Linked DNA regions of Rattus norvegicus: regions 2 and 3 are each linked to region 1. A link is a contact called in public Hi-C data. All regions are on one chromosome and are shown on one strand. Each heading gives the region's core, a stretch centred on a gene start, on an enhancer-like site or on the middle of the called end of the contact. The rest is flanking DNA. Distances are from core to core; before and after follow the strand shown.

The links. Hi-C and Micro-C count contacts between places; a contact is called where the count stands out from the background.
Region 2: a Hi-C map of Schwann cells shows a contact between it and region 1, with 4 times the contacts expected there. The contact joins the promoter of Ntn5 here to the promoter of Bax in region 1. A contact is called at or near these places in 7 of 12 Hi-C or Micro-C datasets (the A7r5 cell line, the Rat2 cell line, Schwann cells and 4 more).
Region 3: a Hi-C map of liver shows a contact between it and region 1, with 2.3 times the contacts expected there. The contact joins the promoter of Dbp here to the promoter of Bax in region 1. A contact is called at or near these places in 2 of 12 Hi-C or Micro-C datasets (frontal cortex and liver) and 1 of 1 datasets of contacts at active chromatin or transcription factors (oligodendrocytes).

What each region holds. Positions count from the first base shown.
Region 1 is chr1:105,079,581-105,083,652 of GRCr8, forward strand. It overlaps Bax (BCL2 associated X, apoptosis regulator), which reads right to left and starts at 2,298. Exons shown (of 6, transcript NM_017059.2): 1 at 2,176-2,298; 2 at 1,678-1,729; 3 at 1,438-1,584; 4 at 522-657. The coding sequence starts at 2,209.
Region 2 is chr1:105,291,454-105,294,957 of GRCr8, forward strand. Ntn5 (netrin 5) reads left to right here and starts at 1,955. Exons shown (of 7, transcript NM_001415884.1): 1 at 1,955-2,076. The coding sequence starts at 2,043. It also overlaps a transcript of Sec1 not described here.
Region 3 is chr1:105,309,912-105,313,611 of GRCr8, forward strand. It overlaps Dbp (D-box binding PAR bZIP transcription factor), which reads left to right and starts at 2,345. Exons shown (of 4, transcript NM_012543.3): 1 at 2,345-2,884. The coding sequence starts at 2,746. It overlaps Car11 (carbonic anhydrase 11), which reads left to right. Exons shown (of 9, transcript NM_175708.3): 5 at 1-66; 6 at 198-270; 7 at 593-747; 8 at 829-994; 9 at 1,612-1,740. The coding sequence ends at 1,637.

The sequences.
Region 1 (4,072 bases), core at 1,048-3,547:
GCCACCAGATCAGTTTTAAGCCCGCCTACATTGAGAGATCTTACTTTTTTTTCAAAAAGATTTATTTATTTATTTAATATGAGTACACTGTAACTGTCTTCAGACACACCAGAAGAGGGCATCAGATCCCACTACAGATGGTTGTGAGCCACCATGTGGTTGCTGGGAATTGAACTCAGGACCTCTGGAAGAGCAGCCAGTGCTCTTAACACTGAGCCATCCCTTCAGCCCATGTGAAATCTTTCTAGACTTCTCTGATCCGTCTCAATAGTCTACCTTACAACTCTCTGCCAACCAGAACTTCATCATGGAAGGGCTAGCCTGCTCTGCTTGAAGCAGAGGTCAGGTGCTGGAGACAGCCCATTGCACATTAGGGCCAATACATTTGTTGAATGAATAAATGAAGGTATAGACATTTACTACACAGCCATCTCTCTCCATTCCCTGGACCTCGCCACCCCCAGATCCTCACAGACAGGAGAGGGGTGCACCTCTAGGCTTACAACACTGTGGCTACCCACCTTGAGCACCAGTTTGCTAGCAAAGTAGAAAAGGGCAACCACCCGGCCCCAGTTGAAGTTGCCGTCTGCAAACATGTCAGCTGCCACACGGAAGAAGACCTCTCGGGGGGAGTCTGTATCCACATCAGCAATCATCCTACAGGAAAGGGATGAACAGATGCTGAGTACCAGTATGGGAGCTCCCACATTTCCCCCAGACTGAGGAAAACAAAGACCAACCCAAGCTAAAACAAAGGCTATCGAACTGGAAAGGGCACAAGACACACACATAAGAAAGCGAAGAAAATAAATGGTATCTGGATTGGAAACGCAGGGTCCTGGGGACTGTGTGGACTAGGGGCTTAACTTCGCAGAAACGTGCTTTCCTAAGTATCCACGCCCGGGTCATGGCTCAGCAATGGAAAACCTACTCTGAGGGGCTTGAGGTATGACTTCATGGTCAAGCTCCTGACTATGTTGGGGTACCAAAGGCATGGCTCAGTGGTAGAGCACCTGCAGGCACCAGCGAGGGGCTGGAGACATGGCTTTATGGTACAGTATTTTGCACAGCATCTACTAGTGAGTGGCTCAAAGGTAGAGCTTCACCTAGCCGTCCCCAGTGAGGGGCTGTGAGCACAGCTTGGAGGTATGGCTGAACTGCAGAGCACCTGCCGAACATCCACCAGCAAGAGGCCGAAGGCACGGCTCAGAAGACAAAACTTTCTTAACACCACTAAGCACGGGGCTAGGAGTGCAGCTCAAGGGTAAAGGGCTGGCCTACCATGTAAACAGGCCCTGGGTTCTATTCCCAGCACAGACTATCTGAGTTGAGTGGAGGACACCTAGTCCCTTGGGAGGACAAGAGTGCTAGCCCAGTGCCTGAGTTCTTGAGGTGACAGGAAACCCCTGGATGTACCCCAGGTCCCAGGAACCACACCTCTGCAGCTCCATGTTGTTGTCCAGTTCATCGCCAATTCGCCTGAGACACTCGCTCAGCTTCTTGGTGGATGCGTCCTGGGGCGGCTGCTCCAAGGTCAGCTCAGGTGTCTCCCCAGCCATCCTCTCTGCTCGATCCTGGATGAAACTAGATGTGAATGGACACGGGGATAGGAGCACAAAGTGAGAACCAAGTGTTGTTCCTGAAGCCCATCCCACCACAATAGGGCCTCACACTCACCCCTGTAGCAAAAAGGCCCCTGTCTTCATGATCTGTTCAGAGCTGGTGGGCCCTGGTGGAGAGAGGAGGAAAGGGGTGCCTGGACTCCTGGGTCCCAGGGAGAGTCAGGGGGCTGAGTAGGCTCATAACCCTGAGGGGAGACAGAGCTGGGGACCCTAGTAGTGACAAGTAGGGCTACTGCTTCTGATGGACAGGGGGCGGGACCCAACCTGCATCCCAGCTCCTCTGCTAACCCAGACTGCGGAATCCCTAAAGCAAACAGACCCCCAGCTGGGGGGATGGCGCTGGCCTTCCGATCCATCCCAGGCCACCAGCAGGAAGTGGCGCCAGCGACAAGCCCGGGCCTGCCCGGGGGCGCGCACGCGGATGTCCGCTCACAGGGTGCGGATGCGCCGGTCGGAATGGATCCGCGCGCCCCAGCCAGCCCCCGCCCGAGCCCACAGCCGGAGGGGTCCTGGGGTCCTTGGACCCGGCCTAGTTCTCCGCCTCCCGCCTCACCGCCGCCTCCGAGATGATCCCCGGACCCGTCCATCACTGCCGCTGCCTCTCGCCGGGTGCGCCCCGGCGGCTGCGGCGCGCCCCGGTCACGTGACTCCCCGCAGACGTGCGGCCCTCACGTGGGTGCCCCGCAACATGGCCTCCGCCCCGCAGAACTAGTCACGTGATCGTCGCGCGCTTTCGGGGCGGGGCCTCTGCCATTAAATTCACGCATGCGCGGCGCTACCCGAACCTGGACTGGTTCCCAGGGTTGGTTTTTTGTTTTTGTTTTTGTTTTTGTTTTCTATTATTTCTCCTTCATTAGATTCATGGTAGAGAGTACTAAGGAGGTTAGAGCAGAATTGCCGCAAGTTCAAAGCCTGCCTAGGATATGCTTCTCATCCCAGCATTGGGAGACTGAGGCAGGACGGAATATTGCCTGCCACAAACTCAAAGCCAGCCAGGACTGTAGCGAGATTGCCCCAATCTGGAAAAAAAACATAACAAAACAAAACACTTGACCAGAGTGATGGTCCATAGGTCTGATAGAGTGAAGCAAGAAGATTGCTAAGGAGTTTGAGGCAAGCCTGGATTGCATAGTTTGAGTCCAAGCTGCACTACTAAGAAACTATTTCAAAAAACAAAAACAGGCTGTGTGTGGTGGCTCCAATGTCTTTTAATACCAGCCTTCAGAGCTACAAACAAGCAGATGTCTCTGAAATTAAGATCAACCCAGGCTATTTAGCATTCCTTCTAGTCTCCCCCACACACACACAGTTACCTGGCAACAGACAAGTATGCCTGACCTACTATAAAAGGGGCTATCTGCCCTGTCCAAGCTCTCATACTCTCTTATCCTCTTACTTTCTGCCCCTTCTTCCCCGCACCCCTCCAGCCCATTCCATGAGTTCCTGGCCATCTCCTCTCCCCTCCTTTTCTCTCCCCTTCCCCCCTCCTCCCTTCCCAACTCCACTTCCCATGCCCTAAATAAACTCTATTCCATACTACATTTGGCACTACGTGGTACTACATCTGGCACTACATACTACATGGCTGGTACTTCAGGGGGATTCAGTATGGGCCTGCCGGGGCACCCCTCCCACCTCACCATACCATGTTCTACCAAAACATATCCTGCCTCTATTTCTTTTTTATAAAACACAACAAGTCTACATAGCAAGAGACAGGTCAATTACACTAGATACTGAGACCATCACTCAAAGCATAAAACAAAGAGGAAGATGAGAGGAGCAAGGAGACCCTGGTATTGTGGCCCATACCTGTAATCCCGGAACATGGAAGCCCTATGAAGCCAGCATAGGATACCAAGAGAGACCTTTAGCCTCAAGAAAAGGAGGAGGAGGAGGAGGAGAAGAGTCGGGTGGTAGTTGTGTACACTTTTAATCCCAGCTCTCAGGATGCAGGAAGGTAGATCTCTGAGTTTAAGGGCAATCTGGACTACAAAGCCAGATCCACGACAGCCATGGCTACTTAGAGAAACCCTGTCTCAAAGGAAGGAAGGAAGGAAGGAAGGAAGGAAGGAAGGAAGGAAGGAAGGAAGGAAGGAAGGAAGGAAAAAAGAATAGGAAGAGAAGGAGGAGGAGAAAAGAAGAAGAGAAGAAAGAGGGACAATGTGAAGTAGCAGCAGGTCAGGACAGATTCTGGAATATTCTAGTAGGAGTCTATGAGTCTTCTGAGGGTGGCTGAGACCTAAGACCGGGGGAAGTGTTGAGCAGGGAAGAGTAGAGTTTCTGGGAGTCAGAAAGTCTCTTGGCTTGAGTCCTCTGTTGAAAAGCCCTGAAAGCACCCTGAGTGTTTGTTTGTTATTTGAAATAGCTTCTCTGTGTAGCCCTGGCTCTCCTGGATCTCAGTCTGTAGACCAAGCTGGCCTGGAACATAGAGATCTGCCATCTGCTGC
Region 2 (3,504 bases), core at 705-3,204, 210 kb after region 1:
TCCCAGAGCCTAACTTTATTAGTAACCGGATCATTTCTGGAAGTCTAGACATTCAAGTTTAACTCAGGTTCCCAGAAAGGTCAGGCCCAGCTCTGATCACACACAGGACATCACACACACACCAGGTCTGACAGAAATACACCTCCTGGCTCTGCTTCACTTGCTGAAAAGCAAATCCATCCTCTCCCCCACCCCAGCCCATTTTCTCTCATTTCATCCCAGTCATTTTCTCTCTTGTCTCTGGCTCTCCACCCAACTCGAAGCGGATAGCTCAGCCCAGCCCAGCCAGAGCACCATGGAGGAGAGCTGGGCCAGACAACCTGGGCCAGAGAGGAGAAAGGGTTCAAGACAGTGTGCAGCTTCAGGAGAGGGAGTGGACGGACTTCCCGATAAACAGCTGCTTTGGGATGTGCCCTACTGCTGCCATCTTGAGGAAAAGCCCAGACTTCATCAGGCTATGCCAAGAGTGCCCTCTTGAGGTTGTTCCACAGCAAGGGTGGTGGCTGTGCTACCCACCTCCTTTCCAAACTGAGGCTGCTGACAGAGACCCTCCACCAGAGTTACTGTGGAGAGCAAAGAGGCTTGAGCTCTCCTGAAGTCAGGTCCTGTAAGGGTTAAGGTCTCGATACTTGGGGAACACATACCACCTCTGAATTGAGGACAAGCCATTCCCTGGACGGGCTTGGCAGTCCCACAGTGGATGCCTTCTGGGGGTAGTTCAGACGCCCAAAACAAAGTAAGGAAGAGAGGTCCCTCGGAAACAATTTAGGGACTTATGATGCTGGGCAGGCAGTGTCCTACAACAGACCCAGACCCTCTCTGGGTGTCCCAGCAGCCACCCTTCCAAAGCCCACCTGTCCCTGCTCCATAGCAAGTCACTCCCAACCAGCTACAGAACAGACCAGCTTCCCGCCTCTGTCTGACAGTAGCCTGATGGTGCTGAGGCTAGAGCAGAGACCTGGGAAGACTTGCTGGATCCACGAACCCCATGTGTCACCCTAATGCTCACACAGCCCTTGCTGGGACATGGTTCTCCGATGTGAGGTCTGCTGGCCTGAACCTTCTCTTAAAGCTTACTCCTCCTGCCTCCATGGGTCTTGTAGCTCTCATTCGTCTCTGTCCTTGCTCCTCTAAGATCCTAGCCTCGAGGATCACCTGGCAGTCTAGAGGGATCTCTTATTCCCAGGGCAACAAGGTCCTTGAGTCTTGTCCTGGGCCAGTTCTACACACTGGCAAGATGGTAGCTATGAATGGGACGGGTGCTCAAGAACAAACCCCACATACTCTTGCCTTGCTCAGAGGGAAGCCACAACACTCAGATGTTCAGAATACAACAGTTGGGTAAGTGTTTCAGGCTAAAAGCCTTGGGGCCTTAACTACCAATCACTGGTAGGCGGAGGGGGTGGGGGAAGCTGCCTTTGGCCTTGGCTACCTTCTTTTCCTCCCCAAGTTCAACCAGGCTTTAAGTATTCTCCGTTGCCCTCCTTGCAGACAGCACTGGCCTCTGGTTTCCCCTGCAGCTGGTCGGGAGGCTTGGAATTTTAGAGCTTGAAAGCAACTGACCTTAACACTGAATTAACACACTCACTCGTGGCAGGAGCTTGCAAGGATGGGGAGGGGCTGGCTGGCTTGGGGTCAGCCAGAAGCAGGGGCTGGCAAGCTAAATTCTTAAGGTAAGAGGAAGTGGAGCAAGTGGGAACAGGCTGGGCCCCCCATCCCAGGAACCCCAGCGGCAGCTGTCCCCCTACCTGCTTGGATCCTTCTAGGCCAGTTTGTCCGGGACCACCAGGCTGCAAGCCTGCTGGGGGCGACAGTGCTCCTGTCCCACGCAGTCTCGGGTGGCATGGCTGGCAGGGGCCTCTGTGGGAAGGCATGGCTGCTGCTGGCTAGGGTTTGGGGCGGGCAGGCGGGAGGTAGTGTGGGATTCTGCGGGCTCTGTTTTCAGCTCCCGCCCAGAACCCCCACTGGCCTGGGCCTGAGGACAGCCACTCTCATTCCTCCTGATTGCCTACCAAGTGCTGCGGCTACAGAAGAGGGTGGGGATGGCAGACTACAGGACACTCTTCTCGCCTTCAGGCAGGTTTGACCAATGGCTGGGCCCTAACAGCCAGGTAGGAGGTGCATGCCGACTCGGGGCAGGCAGGGGAGTCCCTTATGCCCCCACTGGCCCAGCAAGGCTATGAGCTACCGACTTTGGCTGGGCCTGCTGCTGAGATGTAGGAAGGCTGTAGGCCCAAATGGGCAGGGGCCAGTTCCCGCCGGCCCCCCAAGGGCACAGAGAACTTACAGCCTGGTGCTTCACAGTGTTTAGAGCCGGAAGGTGGGACCTTGAAATTACCTAAGCAAGAAATGTGTTTACAGGAATGGCTGGGGCTGGGGCTGGGGCTGGAGGTGGGGGGTTCGTTAATGCTACGTTATGGGTGCATAATGGCTCCAGACTCCTGGGGGCAGGGACCGGGGTCCATGAATTGGGCGAGACAGGCACCCTGTATGGGAAATGTGAGTGGAGCACAGGGCTGTGAGATTCAGAGCTAAGGGCACATGCAGGGGGCTCAGGAGGTCCCAAAATCCCAGTGCTATGAAGGGGAAGTTGAGAACCTTAGTCCTGTGGCTTCTAACACTCCCTAGGCTCTGGATTTCTGGTTTCTAAGTGTTTTGGCATTGGGCACACACCTTATGTCACCTCCTGCTTTCTTTCTTTCCTCTCATATTATCTATACCCCAGCATCAGCTCCCCCATCTGCTCCGGGGGCCTATAGGGATTTGGATCTAGGTCTGAGATTTGGGGTGGCAAGTGGGGCCACCTCCCAGCAAGTCCCAGAAATGCAAGTGCAGGGTCCCAACACCCTGAGCGGGAAAGGCAGGCCAGGCTCTGCCTTCCCAGTACCTGAGGGGTCTGCTCTTCAACTCCAAGGCATTGTTCGTTTCCAGCTCCCTCACCACGACCTTCCCTCAGCTCTGTTTTCTGGCTATACGCCTGGAGGGGAAAGGGTTAAGGATGGAGGGTTGGGGTAGGTGGCAGAGAGTCCACACTTTTGGCAATAATCCCCCTCCGTGCCCCGGGTGTGGAGAACAGGGTTAGAGCCCCATGTGGGAAAGGTTTCCACTCTGACCCACGTGGGCAAAGGCTGTTGCTTCCTGTCTAGTCCTTGGGTGTCATGAGTGTCTCTGAGCCTACCTGCTCTTCCCTCCAAGCCCCTGAAGCTCCTAGCTTCATGCCATCCATCCCAGACATCCTCCACCCTCCCTAGCCCTCTGGCTCCCCCCCCCCCACCTCCGTTGGTCTCTGTTCCTCTTCTGTTTCTTCCCTCGGCCAGGCTCCTCGATCTCCTCCTTGACTTGCTCTCCTAGGCTTTCACATCTGTTGGCCCTGCTGGCTCCTCATCTACCCTCACCCTCTCCCTGGGGCCTCTACCCCTCGACACTGATGGATAACTTTGGGGTGTTAAGCTCTGGATTAGTTCAGGCAAAATTCTCGATTTTGCCTGCGTTCTTTCCCTGTGG
Region 3 (3,700 bases), core at 1,095-3,594, 230 kb after region 1:
TATGGGAATCTCAGTGCTGCCTCAAGGGGCCCCAATGGCCTGGCCATTCTCAGCCTCTTTGTCAACGTGAGGGAGGCATGATGGGCAACTGGCTTCCAGGGTGTGAGGGACAAGGGAGGCTGGGAGGCTAACCTGGGGTGGTGGGTCTCTGTGGAGCCCTGGGCTGCTGTCTTCCTCGCCTCGTGCCTCCTGCATAGGTGGCTGGCAGCTCCAACCCGTTCCTTAGTCGCCTCCTCAACCGGGACACTATTACCCGAATCTCCTACAAAAGTAAGTCTCCAAGCTGGGGGTGGAGTCCCAGCTACGAGGGAGGCTGAGGAAGGAGAGTGACAAGGCCAGCCTGGGCTACTTAGCAAGATCCAGTGTGAAGACAGAAAGGGAGGAGTGGCTGGAGATGCAGCTCGGTGATGAGGGCCTGGTTAGAATCACCCAGTGAGGGGCTGGGGTCCTGGTTCAGTGGTACCTGCTTAACATGTCTGAAGCCTTGGGTTCAGTCTCCACATGGCAACAAAAATAACTAAGTCCCTATGTATTGGTTGTACATGTGGGCTCCCAAGGGACCCCCTTTCACATTGGCTTGATATCTACACAGATGATGCCTACTTTCTTCAAGACCTGAGCCTGGAGCTCCTGTTCCCGGAATCCTTTGGCTTCATCACCTATCAGGGATCTCTCAGCACTCCTCCCTGCTCTGAGACTGTCACCTGGATCCTCATCGACAGGGCTCTCAATATTACCTCCCTCCAGGTGACTGACCTCCAGGTGTGCATGCTACCCCTAGCCTGAGCACCGTCCCTTTCCACTCACCGGTGGTTTCTCTTGAGGCAGATGCACTCCCTGAGACTCCTGAGCCAGAATCCCCCCTCCCAGATCTTCCAGAGCCTCAGTGGTAATGGCCGGCCCTTGCAGCCCCTGGCCCACAGAGCCTTGAGGGGCAACAGGGACCCCCGGCACCCCGAGAGGCGCTGCCGAGGCCCCAACTACCGCCTGCATGGTATGCTTCGTGTGTACCCCCCTTCTCCATGTCTTGACAGTCTGCACTCATTCCCAGTTGTGTCTCAGTGTGACATGCCCCTCGTACTTTCTCACCTCTCAGTATGAAACAGTAGTGCAGCCCACCCCTCTTCGCAGCTTAGTGCTAAGGCCTGACACCCTCTGATTTCCTTGTGGTACAATTACATACTGGTCCATGCCCTCTGCAATATTGTCACTTTCCAAGATGGTACGGTCCAAGTCACCTGCTTACAAATGGTATGACCCTACTTAAGGGCTATAGTCTTGACAACTATCCCCTTTCTGAGAATCAGTGTGGTACAATCCCTCTGTCTTCCTGAAGGTGGTTGTGCCCTGGGGAAATCTGTTGGCCTCTTGTCTGGTTTCTCAACATGGTACGGCTCAAATGACCATATCCCCTTCCTGTATTACTACCCTTATGCAAACCAGCCTAATCTGCACGTCCCACGTGGCCTTCTTCCCTCTCTATATGGTCCGGTCCAGGAGCTGACCATTTTCACCAACTTGGTATATTCCATTCCCCCTTAGCAGCCTGACTGTAGTACAGCCCTATGCGCTCAACTCCCACACCCCTCAAGCCGGTGCTTTCTTTTGCAGTGGATGGTGGTCCTCATGGTCGCTGAGACTCCCCAACGAGGATTACGCCCGCCTGTTCTGAGTTTCCTCACCAGGGGAGGGGAATTCACCCCAAAACAAAGCTATTAAAGGGACTGAATGTTTCCAGTTTCTCGGTGGTTTGATTATCAGCTGCGATTGAGAAATATCTAGATATTAAAAAATAATCCTTCCCGAAGCCCAGGTCTTTCTGCCTTAACCTGCTCTAATTGGTGTTAAGCTTTTTTCCTCAAACAATGAGTCTGTGAACACGCGGCTCCTTTAAGGGGCACCCCTCTTGCCCAACACCCGCATCCGGTAGCACGCGCAGAGCCATGTGCTTCCCCCTTCTTCCTGTCTCATTGGCTCGAAGTGGGTCACGGTCCCGCCTCCAGCGCCTCATCCCATTGGCCATATGTAGGTCAGTGTCCCGCCTTCTTCCAAAGGCGAGGCAATTCCACAAGTTCAGCCCCTCACGCGCCTCCAGGGCCTTGGCAGATCCCTTAATTTCATTGGCTGAGCGTCTCAAGGGCTCGAGAAACGATTGGCTTTTGCTAGCAGCCGGAGGGAGGCACGCGGCTGGGGTGCATGGCCCAAGAGAAGGGAGGGGGCCCGGAGGAGGGGCGCGCGCTCTGGCGTCGGGTGTTTTGGTTTGGATTTTTTTTTTTTCCGCGAAAGAAGTTTGCTTTGGCCACGCCTCAAGGCTGCCGCCTCCTCCTGCCCCCTCCTCCGTCCCTGGGTGCACACCTCTGGGTGCAGATTGCAAAGCTCCTTTCTTTGCGAGAAGTGCAAAATTGGCTAGAGCCAGAGTCTCGCCCACCTGGTACAGAAGGAGCGCGCGCCTGTGTCCCTTGGGGACCCACAGTTGCAAAGAGACAGCTGCTTGATTTGGTCACCCACTCGCCCAGACTATAGGAGCCTCCCGGGACACTCTTGAGTTGCACCTTTCTGCAGAGCAGACTGTTTGAGCCCCCGCAGTGCTCGTAGGATTTGAAGCGTTCTGATACTGGAGGCTTGCTCGCCGCGCTCGCCCGACTCTGGGACACATTCGTCCGAGCCACAGGAGTGTGCGGGTGACTGACATATCATCTCTTCGACTCTCCATGAGCTCATGAACCTGGGAGCAGGTGCCCGGAAATGGCGCGGCCTCTGAGCGACAGGACCCCGGGCCCCCTGCTGCTGGGTGGCCCGGCTGGGGCCCCCCCTGGCGGGGGAGCGCTGCTTGGGCTGAGGAGCCTTCTGCAGGGAAACAGCAAGCCCAAAGAACCGGCCAGCTGTGAGTTCTAGTCCCACTGTGTTAGAGACTCTACTGTTGGGGTGGTGGTATACGGCACCTATCAGCTAGGTGTCCCATCTTTGCTAGTCTTTATTTGGTCACTTAGATCTTCCAGTCCCTCAGGGTCCAGGACCAAATATGACGCTTGGAGGGCCTAAGAGTCAAGTCCCGGAGTGTTCCTCCATGAGGACAGAGTTTAGGTGCCAGACCCCTCTTTCTTCCCTTTGGCCTCCGAATCTGGACCCCTGGAGTCCTAGGGGAAGGGAGGGGGTGTGTCGGATGCTCACACGGTGCAGACACGGGCTTGGGCGGGGCCTCACAGGGTCACATGGAAAGTAAGGGTGAGGAATGTGCCTGAGCAATGGAGCCCCTTCCAGCGCTAACAGATTGTGGGGGAGGGGATGAGGATACTGGGGGTGGGGGAATTACTGAGCTGTCACTTTTTTTCTCTCTCACCTGCCCAACCTTTCACCCACCTTGTCACTAAACCCTTCTTTCTAAACTTCCATCCTCGCTCTCTGGGTCGCTTTCTTGTATCCCTTAATCCCCTCCCGGGTCTCTAACCCTATCCTTCTGTATACTTTTGTATTTTACCCCTCTCTGGGTCCCCGTCTTCCTGACCGTCTCTATTGCTGGGGCCTTCTTCCTCTTCTCTCTCTGGGTCTCCCCAAGCCCCATCTTCATCCCTGTCTTCTTTTTCTGTGTTTTCTCCCTGCCTGTACCCGCCTCCCTGGGTCTTTACCCTACGTCTCCCGTCTCACTTCTCTGTATCTCCGCCATATCTCTGACTTGGGGTCCCTCCTGTGTCCCTCCACC